Linked DNA regions of Mus musculus: region 1 is linked to region 2. A link is a contact called in public HiChIP or PLAC-seq data. All regions are on one chromosome and are shown on one strand. Each heading gives the region's core, a stretch centred on a gene start, on an enhancer-like site or on the middle of the called end of the contact. The rest is flanking DNA. Distances are from core to core; before and after follow the strand shown. Region 1 overlaps St6galnac3 (ST6 (alpha-N-acetyl-neuraminyl-2,3-beta-galactosyl-1,3)-N-acetylgalactosaminide alpha-2,6-sialyltransferase 3). Region 2 holds the start of 1700012D16Rik (RIKEN cDNA 1700012D16 gene).

What was found. HiChIP or PLAC-seq counts read pairs in DNA pulled down with a chosen protein or histone mark.
Region 1: an H3K27ac HiChIP or PLAC-seq map of VIP interneurons shows a contact between it and region 2, with 5 times the contacts expected there. The contact joins the enhancer-like site here to the promoter of 1700012D16Rik in region 2. A contact is called at or near these places in 3 of 484 Hi-C or Micro-C datasets (forebrain, nephron progenitors and trophoblast stem cells) and 5 of 115 datasets of contacts at active chromatin or transcription factors (SST interneurons, VIP interneurons, bone marrow-derived dendritic cells and 2 more).

The regions. Positions count from the first base shown.
Region 1 is chr3:153,487,399-153,492,025 of GRCm38.p6, reverse strand. The region is part of intron 2 of St6galnac3 (ST6 (alpha-N-acetyl-neuraminyl-2,3-beta-galactosyl-1,3)-N-acetylgalactosaminide alpha-2,6-sialyltransferase 3); the gene reads left to right. Among named protein-coding and RNA genes, the nearest start is that of Gm46831, 20 kb to the left of the region's middle. Within about 2 kb of position 2,010, at least 14 of the 459 cell types and tissues checked have an H3K27ac peak or open chromatin away from gene starts, as enhancers often do. A contact at or near this core is called in VIP interneurons, where this site is marked.
Region 2 is chr3:153,296,586-153,301,077 of GRCm38.p6, reverse strand. 1700012D16Rik (RIKEN cDNA 1700012D16 gene) reads left to right here and starts at 2,429. Exons shown (of 2, transcript NR_126464.1): 1 at 2,429-2,501; 2 at 4,071-4,492. The region is part of intron 3 of St6galnac3 (ST6 (alpha-N-acetyl-neuraminyl-2,3-beta-galactosyl-1,3)-N-acetylgalactosaminide alpha-2,6-sialyltransferase 3); the gene reads left to right.

The DNA.
Region 1 (4,627 bases), core at 761-3,260, 190 kb before region 2:
GAGAACTAGCCACTTATTCGCAGAATAGGCTGGCTAGTGAAGAGTTACCACCCCACTTGCCATTGTAGTGTGCCTTTTCTGATCACTCCCCTGCTTTCATGGGGATGCCTGCTTAGAATATCACATGGAATTTTCTCCCTTAAGTGCTCGTGCCTGGAGTTTCCTGGAAGATTGATTGGAACGCAAGGATTTCAGTTCGTGGCCTCCTGTTAATCAGCTTAGAATTGTTAAAGTCATTAGTGCTATAAATTTCCTTGTAGTCTCAATTTCTCTTGCTCAGGGTTAATTCAGTTTGGTGTGGGCAGAATGCCTTCCACCAAGTAAGTGTTTTTAATGGAGCTTTTCCTGGTTAATGACAATGGGGACACCCAAAGGGAACTGGCACTTGGTTCAGAGCTCTGTGGGAGATGAGTGTGCTAGAGTGCTCTCCCTGGGAATCAGCCAGCAGCGGGAGGCCACATAGAATTCATTTCTCTTCCCTGGAGTCTCACGATTGGCTCCCCCACTACATCTACCTTTCTCTCTCTCTCTCTTTTTCCCCCTTGTGTTCTAATTCTGTAAACAGTCTTAGGGATATTTAGAAAAGTTGGGCAAAAGTTGCAGTTGTTTGCCTTGCGTTCATCCCTCTGTGTTGAGACTAGAGGAGGTTCTTTGTGTCCTCTGAAGTCACCTTCTGTGGAACAGAGCCCATACCACTTCCCTGAATAGAAGCAAGACCAGGATGAAGCCTTTCCACTAGGGCAGGGCTGATGATGTCCCTCTGGGCAGAGGAGGAGCTGGCTTTCAAGTGAGAGCTTGTGTTGTGAGTCGGTCCACACATAGTCCCTGAGACCTCACAGGCTATGCCTCTGTCCACTTCTCCAGGCTTCTCTGTCTCTAAACCTTCCTGCTGCGTTGTTCAAGGCTTAAACCATGCAGATTCACTCTGGATTAAACACAGAGCAGCCTGCCCCATTCCTCCACTCTCTGACTCAGCACACTGACACTGCTTATCTCTCGGTCTTTTAGTAAGTGTCCTCTACCTCATGCCCCTGGTGTGCCCCTGTTCTGTGCTCAGCAGCTAGGATGGTTCTAATACTTGACCAAAAAACCCTCTGCCCATGCAAGATCCCCGAGTTTGTGATGGGTTGATTATCCCTCCTCCTTTCTCCTTCCTCCCGTCTCTCATTTTTTTCCTGCCTTCCTTCACAACCCCCACCCCCACCCCCCCACCCCCCCCACCCCCCACCCCCGGTCAGTGGCGCCTGTTCCCTGGGAGAGCCTCGCCAAGATACCTCGGATTCTGTGCACTTTGTTGCTGTCCTCCCTGCTTCTACTTCTCTTTGTTCTTCTCTTGTCTCCAAATATGGTCGATGCTACTCAGAACTTCCTGAGAGAGCCACAGATTTACAGGCTGATCTGGGTCTCAGGAGGGGTGCCATTTGGGATGGCCCAGCTTCATCCTAAAGCAAGGCCATGGTATATTCAGTCACTTATGACTCCAGCTCTTCCAACGTGCTTCTCTCGATGACAGCTAGTTCCTCTCTGACTTTATTAGTTCATCCCAGGACGGTGTACATAGTTTTACTATTTGATAAAAATGCCTGCACCTACATGTGATCCTTAGGGTATAGAAGGCTTCTTCCTAAGACCTCTCTCAATGGAGAGAGATGGCTAAGGATTGTAACACTTTTTCAATGGTGTTTTCAAGAGACAAACACTGCCCAACACAATGTAGATGCTCCAGAAATATTTGTCAAACAAACAAGTATGTCTTACGATTATATATATGTATTCCAGTCTGCATTGGTGTCCACACATCTCCAGTCATGTTGCAAGGAGAATGATTTATTCTTAATGAAAAATATTAATTTTATTGATCCAAAGGAGGATGTAAAATTGTTTTCCTCTTGCTTGCTATTTCCATTTTTTCCAATTTGGGCTAGCCAGCCGTGCCGCAGCTGAACCGATCCCATGGATTTTAATAAGGGCGCATGCTTCCAAGAAGGATAATAAGCAAGTATGGAGGACAGGGTCACATTCCCAGAGCCCTTCTGTCAGGAGGCCAAGATTAAAATGCGTGAGGCAGCCCAGAAGGCCAGGAGGAGGCTGTAATTTCTCACTGTGGATTTCCTCAGAGTGCCATTAGCTTGCCAAGGGGAGCGTAGGGTAGATTGCATTCACACAGGGGAAGCAAGGTAGAGCCGGGTAATACCGAACTCTTGGCATCATTTCAATTATGCATTGCAAGAATAGAACCTTGATCCCAGACATACTTCTCTGAATCATACAGACTTGCCAGACAGGTATTTCCATTGCTAGCGAATGTCCTCTCATTTTTCTCTGTAACGGAACCTCAGTCAGCCTAGAAGCCTCCAATTCTAAACAGTATCTTTTGTTATAACCCAGGCACTTGCTGTGCCATTTGGCTCTTTGTCATCGATGGAATCTCAGCACATTGGGAAACTTATAACGTTCATCCCCTCTGGACTTTAAAATGCCCCCAAATAATCATTGAGCTATTAAGCCCATTGTGTTGGTAAGGAGAATGAGTCATTAAAAAGTAGTTCAAAATAAAAAGAACTAAGGCCCAAACATCTCAGCTCCCTCCCTTGGTAAATACTGGTATGAGGCAGTACACACACATATATGAGAATGGTTTCATTTATCAATAGTTATTGATGAGAGCAATATGAAGCAAGGGAAAGCAGCCAGAGGACTGACTCCAGGACCACGCCCCCCTGAGGCCGAGAGGCCATCCAACCTCCCTCTCCTCCCATGGGACTCCACAGCTGCCTTCCTCCACTGCTCTGTGGGTGATTGAAGGGAGTGCCCAGGATTCCAGCCTACCCAGGGCTGCCAGAGAACAGGCAACAGAGACTCACTTCTCATACATACAGGGACATCTGCTCATAGCTGGAGAGCTGACAGGTTCCCTTGCAGAGCCCAGCCTAGCTTCCAGTCTTCAGACTCAGCTACCTGGCTTCTGTATCTCTCCTTCATTGTTGCTTAATCCAGGGCTAGGCTTCGGCCAGCTCAGGAGTGTAGAGCATCACCCTGTCACTTGTCACTCACGCCTGCCTGCCTGGCACTCTAGCTGCCCGGTCAGTAGCCAGATGCTGGCCTGGGAAGCCCTGGGGGACTCTAGAGTTTGAGATGCTGGTCTGGAAGGAGGTCTTTGTGAATTGTCTTAAGGCTAAGAGCTAAAAAGCAGGCTCTCATGATTTATGCCCTTGAGCTGTCATCACTTGGTATTGGTTAGAAATTCGAACTTCTGGTCCTATCTAATTAAAATCTGCATTTTAACAAGAATTCCCGGGAATGTGTGTGTTTGAGAAACCTTGGCCAACCAATGTTAACAAGACTGGCAGAATCTCAGAGGCTTGAGAGTCGGTGGGGCTTTGACCCTTGTGTGACTTTGTGTACTTGTATGTATTAGGTTCCTGGGGAGGCAAGAGTGTGTGGGGTGCATGTTGCACCATGTGTTGCATACGTGTAGAGGCCACAGAAAGACTTGAGGTCTTTTTCCAGGCGCTGTCCACCATCTTGATGGCTGAGATGGGGTCTCTCCTTGCCCTGGACCTCACCCAGTTGACTGGCTGGTTTTATGTGTCAACTTGACACAAGCTAGAGCCATCAGAAGGAAGGAGCCCCAGCTGAGGAAATACTTCCATGAGATCAAGTTTTAAGGTGTTTTCTCAGTGGGGGAGGGCCCATCCCATTGTGGGTGAAACCATGCTGGTGGTCCTGTCTGCGTTCTATAAGAAAGCATGTTGAGCCAGCCCCATGAAGCAAGCCAGTAGGCAAGAGCACCCCACCGTGGCCTCTGTATCAGCTCATGCTTCCATGTTCCTGCCCTGTGTGAGTTCCTATCCTGCCTGACTTCCTTCAGTAAGGATATATTGGAATATAGCAATATGGTTGAAGGAACAGCAATATGGAAGTAAGAAAAACCAACTAAACCCCTTCACTTGCTGTTTGGTCATGGTGTTTCATTGCAGCAATAGAAACCCTAAGACACCAGGTATCTAGGCGGAGTGGCAGTGAGCACCAGAGGTCTTCCCGTCTCCGCTTCCCTAGCACTGGGGTTAGACGTGTGCATCTCCATCCCTGACTTGTTTATCTGGGTGTTTGGGTCCTCATGCTTGCACGGCAAGCACTTTACCAGCTGTGTTACCCCCTAGTTCCCTTTTGTGCACTTTGCAGCCTGAGGTATTTATAGGCTGTGTCTTTCTTTCTTGGCCTGGAGGTAGAGTGACTGGCCCCTCTGTCATTTCCACGGGGCTGTGCAAGGTGGCTCGTGTCTGGACCATCAAAGCAGCACTGTCAGCCTTTCTTCAAGTAGTGGCCAAGCCACATGGTCCTCAGTGGACCAGCTACTGACTTCATTGTGCCTTACAGTCAGCAAAACCAGTAACCACCCTGTGTGGAGCATTAACACAGGAGTCACACGTGAAGCTGTGGCCATTAACTTGTTTATGGTTGGACTGCTATGCAAAGCCGAGGGAAAGTATGACTCTTTTAGGATTAATATATTGGACAGAATGTCTACCAGGAGAGGAGGCATTTGCTGATAAATAGAATTCTGCTGTTGATTTATTTAGTAATGGAGACTTGAAATTAGAGAAATCAGTGTGCGTGTGAAAGC
Region 2 (4,492 bases), core at 1,180-3,679:
AGGCAGTCTTCTCCGGGCCACGCTATGATTTCTTTCAGGGCCAGACTATTTTCTCTCTGGAAATTGACAAGAACTAATTTTTACTACTTTTGCAAGGTGAAGCAAAGGAAACAATCAATATTGTCTTTCAAGATCATATAGCTGCCGAGCAGCGTGCTGAGACCAGAATCCCAAATTTGCTCTCTACCAAACATGGCTGATCTACAGAGCATCCGTGTAGACGTGGAAACAGAGCTGTGAATTTGTGGATATCATATGTAGGTACTGTTCTCTCTTGGGTAAGGAAGTAGGAAGGAATCTAATTTGTTTTCTCTTATCCTAAGGGAAGCTAGTCCATGAATGGGGACTAATTGTGATTAAAAGTCCCAAACAGCACCCAAGCCACGGGCTTTCTTGTTATTATATGGCTTCTTTTTTTCTACACAAAAAGGTAGCAGTGTTTATCTTGAAAAAGATTACGTGGGATTGGTAAAGGCTGCAGATTTTATAACAATTACATTTGCTGCATGAACAAAAATAACATTTGATAACCATTGTTCCACTTGGCAAAAGAAGTCTTAATCAAGATTCAGTTCAGCTTAATGTTTACACTCGAAATCCAATTCGTGAATTCATCTGCCACTTAAAAGCTAACCCCGAAAAATCATATAAAAATACAAACTGAGAGCTCGCAAGTCTACTGAGGCTGGAAATGTATGTTACAGGAAATTATACCATTAAAAGCAGCTTGAGACTTACAGGTCCTACACACATATTTATTTAATTAAATAAAAATCTAAATATCATGCCAGGAAGTGGTTTATACCCCCAGAGATTCACAAAGAAACAACAAGAAGGATGTTCGCCCCAAGGATTTCATACTCACACTAGTAAGACAGACATATAAACAGGGGTCTTCAATGTAGTCATGACTGACTGCAGTAAGAAGAGGTAGTGTGCCCGTGCCTGGAAGCACAGGCCTTGGAGCCTGACCAAGTTTTCAGGGTATGGAGAAGGAAGAGCTCTGGAAGGAGAAGAAGGAGTGTCGGAGGAGGGGCGGTGTGAATCCTGTAGTGTGTTCTGAGTTGCAGCATGAGTATTATAGAGACTTAGAACACCAAGCAGAGGAAGCTGAGAGGTCAGATTTGGAGATGTGGGGACTTGTGTTGGTGTCGGCATTCCCTGAAGCAGGGACTGTGGGTGGTAGATTAGGTAGTCAAGTATTTCTGCGATCCAGGCAAAGAGCTTCAACTTAGGCAGGAATAGATGAGTGGACTAAAGATGGATGACTTGAAGAGGACCTAAGAAAGGCCAACGTGCGGAATGATGGTATGAGGATGGGTGTCCCTCCAGTTTATAATGTACTAATTGAACAATGTGCATTGTAAAGTACACATAATATGCACAGGCATGCAGACAAAGAGTATGATTATTCTCATTGTGTTCATTTTAAAGTTCCTATATGACATGGAGTAGAAGTAGCCAACAATAAATGAAAGTAATACTATGAACTGCAAACAACAGGGCTGAGAAGGAAATTCTGACCTGTAAAGTAGAGACCCAGAAGTGATAGTTAAAACCCAGAGAGGAGAAACAAGATGGATCCAGGGACCCAGCTCTGGAGAGTACACAGAAAGGAGAGCCACAGGTGCATTCTGGGAGGAAGCGGTCAGAGACAGCATCACTTCACACAGGTCAGAGTAGCAGAGGCTCAGAACGGTGTCATGATCAAAACTGAAATGAAAAGTAGTGGGGTTCAGAACAAGGACCTATAGAGATTTAACCTCAAGGTTGAAGATCTATGACGTCCCACTTGTATAGATCCGCGTCTGCAGTGGTGTCTGTGTTCCGTCAGAAAGTGATTGCGGAGAGCGCGTGGGCAGAGTCCTTCCTAGTGGAGAACTTCAGGTGGGAGGGAAGAGCCCAGCAGATGGGACAGTGGCTTTAGGAAGTTCGGGTTCTAGAGTGGGCTGTTCACAGAGTAGAGATGTTTAAGAAAGGCTGGCAGCTGGGAAGGAGCCACCAATATGTCAATATAGAAATGCAGATGAAAGAGGGGGAAAAAAAACGACGCATCGTGCACCCAGAAGAACCACAGGATGGAAGCATGGGATCCAGAAGAAAGGATGGACCGAAGCAGGAGGGATTTAAAAAAATTATACCTATGGGGCTCAGAGGGTGATGAGAAGGAGGAATCAATAAACATGGAGAGGAGGGACAGAAAAGGTCGGTCCTGCCCTGTGACTTCAAGTCAGAGGCCGTCAGTACTGATCCATTCCTCCAACAGGGCTGCAAGATGACATAGGTGGATCCCATCGGGAGAGGCCCCTCCCCTCCCTCCCTCCCCTCCTGGGTTCCCCTTTATTTCCTCACACTGCCACATTGCTTCTCAGAGCCCCGCCCCAAGCACCTGGTCCTTTCTCTCACCTGCATGTCAAAGTTGTCGTTCAGAAGTGCTGGATATCCCGCTGCAATAGACTTCTCCTTAAAGCATCTCCCTGTTGTCTTCCTCCAAGCATGTTGTAAGTTTTTTCACATTCCACTGTGAATGTCTGTAGTAAGTTATTCTGCGATCGACTATGAATGCCTGTGGTCTGGCTAACTGCTCAGCTTTTCATGGGGACATGTGCCCTTTCCGAGGCCACTGAGGCTTTCAAACCTTCCCTCACCACACTCCGGCTGTCTTCCTCTACCCCGTAAACAGATGTCCTCAGCTCTAGCCACATAAGACTCTTCACGTTTGTAAAAAAATGAACCATATTTTTTGAAAGTCCTATGGCTAAATGAATTATCAGGCCACTAAACACCTCCCGGGGCAGGCACGAAGCTCAGCATCTCTACTGCCATCCAGGGTGGGGAGCAGCTGAATGCTTCTGTGGCAGGGCACAGTTCAGGACACACTGCCTTGGTGAATCTCATAGGGGTACATGGTTATGTGTTTTATCATAACAGAAATTTAGGGTGAAATTCCAAAACACTACTTTGTAATATCAGGCTTAAAGGCTATTTACTAATTCCTGCTACAAAAGCAGAAGTGAAGACATAGGCCATTTCCCCACTGTGCCCAAGTCTCCAAACGGACAGAAGGAACAATCCCTAGAGAATGACCTAGCCTTGTGCTTAGATACGGACGCCTTCATCCTGGAGCCGTCAACACACTCAGTGTTCTCACTGCCTTTGTTGCTGTGGTAAAGCACTAAGCAACCCAACTTGGGGGAGAAAAGGATTTACTTGGCTTTCATTTCCACATCACACACCAGGGCAGGAACTGAAGCACCAGCCGTGGAGGAAAGCTGGTTCTCAGCTTGCTTTCCATGGCTTGCTTAGCTGCATTTTTTTAGCACAACCCAGACCTACTGCCTGTAGTGGCAATGCCCACAGTGGGCTGGGCACTCCTCATTATCTAACAAGAAAGAAAATGTTCTACTTTCATGCCGGTCTAACGGAAGCAAGTCCTCAGTCAAGGTTCCTGCTTCTTGGGTGTCTTTAGTTTGTGTCAGATTGGCAAAAGCTAACAAACATGTCCAAGCTGGAAGGGCAAGCTGGAAGGATGGCTGGGCTCTCTGTTCTCTGTCAAGTGTGAATCTAGAACATATAACATTATGCTCTCAGAGACAAGCCAATGTTCTCCTACATTGTCACATCCAAGCTGTGAGCAGTGCCACAAGACTGATACCAGGTTCCAGTGTGACACAAGTGCTCAATATGCAGGCCCTGCTATGAAAAGATTACTTCCACTATTTACATCCTAATTTAGGGGATTACCTGTGGCAGGCAAAAGCTGGGGCTACTGTGTCTTCTAACATGAGTTGTACAAATATCAAACGCATCTCCCTTGTCTGGGACGGACACACACACACACACACACACTGCACACCATTTTTATCTAATGGTTGGTAGCTACTCTCAGTAGTCAATTGAAATGATCAGCTATTTCAAGTAATCATGTCCCTAAGAACCGAGTGTACTCAGACTCAGCGGTACGCACAGGAATGCAATTAATTCTTTCCTAATAATACCCACTTAGTAGATAGGCAGGTTAGACATGAGAGGCGTGGTGATAAGCTACCTCCTGTTTGCTTGCTCATTAGGGACAGCGGTCCTCGATATTAATGGAATGCCACAATCCAATTAAAGGGTTGCAGTTGCATGTGGCAGCCCTGAGAGGCACCGATGTCTGATGGGAAATGCCGCCATCTGGGCCTCGCCCCTACCCTCCTTTCCGCTGCTTCCATTGTGATGTCCCAGTCTTGCTTTCCGTGGGCACGTCTGGAATGCTGCCATTTTCCAAATGCCGATAATGTGACAATCAGCTTGCTGCTCGGGAGAACAACTCAGCCCCAGAAAAGTTGGTAATGATTTCAGAAGTTCTTTTGAGTTTTTAATCACAACACAGAGAGGAAATGCCCCATTTGTGTGTGATTGTGACAGAGATGAAAAGCGATTTCAGATCACCGGAGAACATTCGACAGCTGCGGAAGCCTCCAGTTAAGTGCCGGCTGCATTGTTTGGA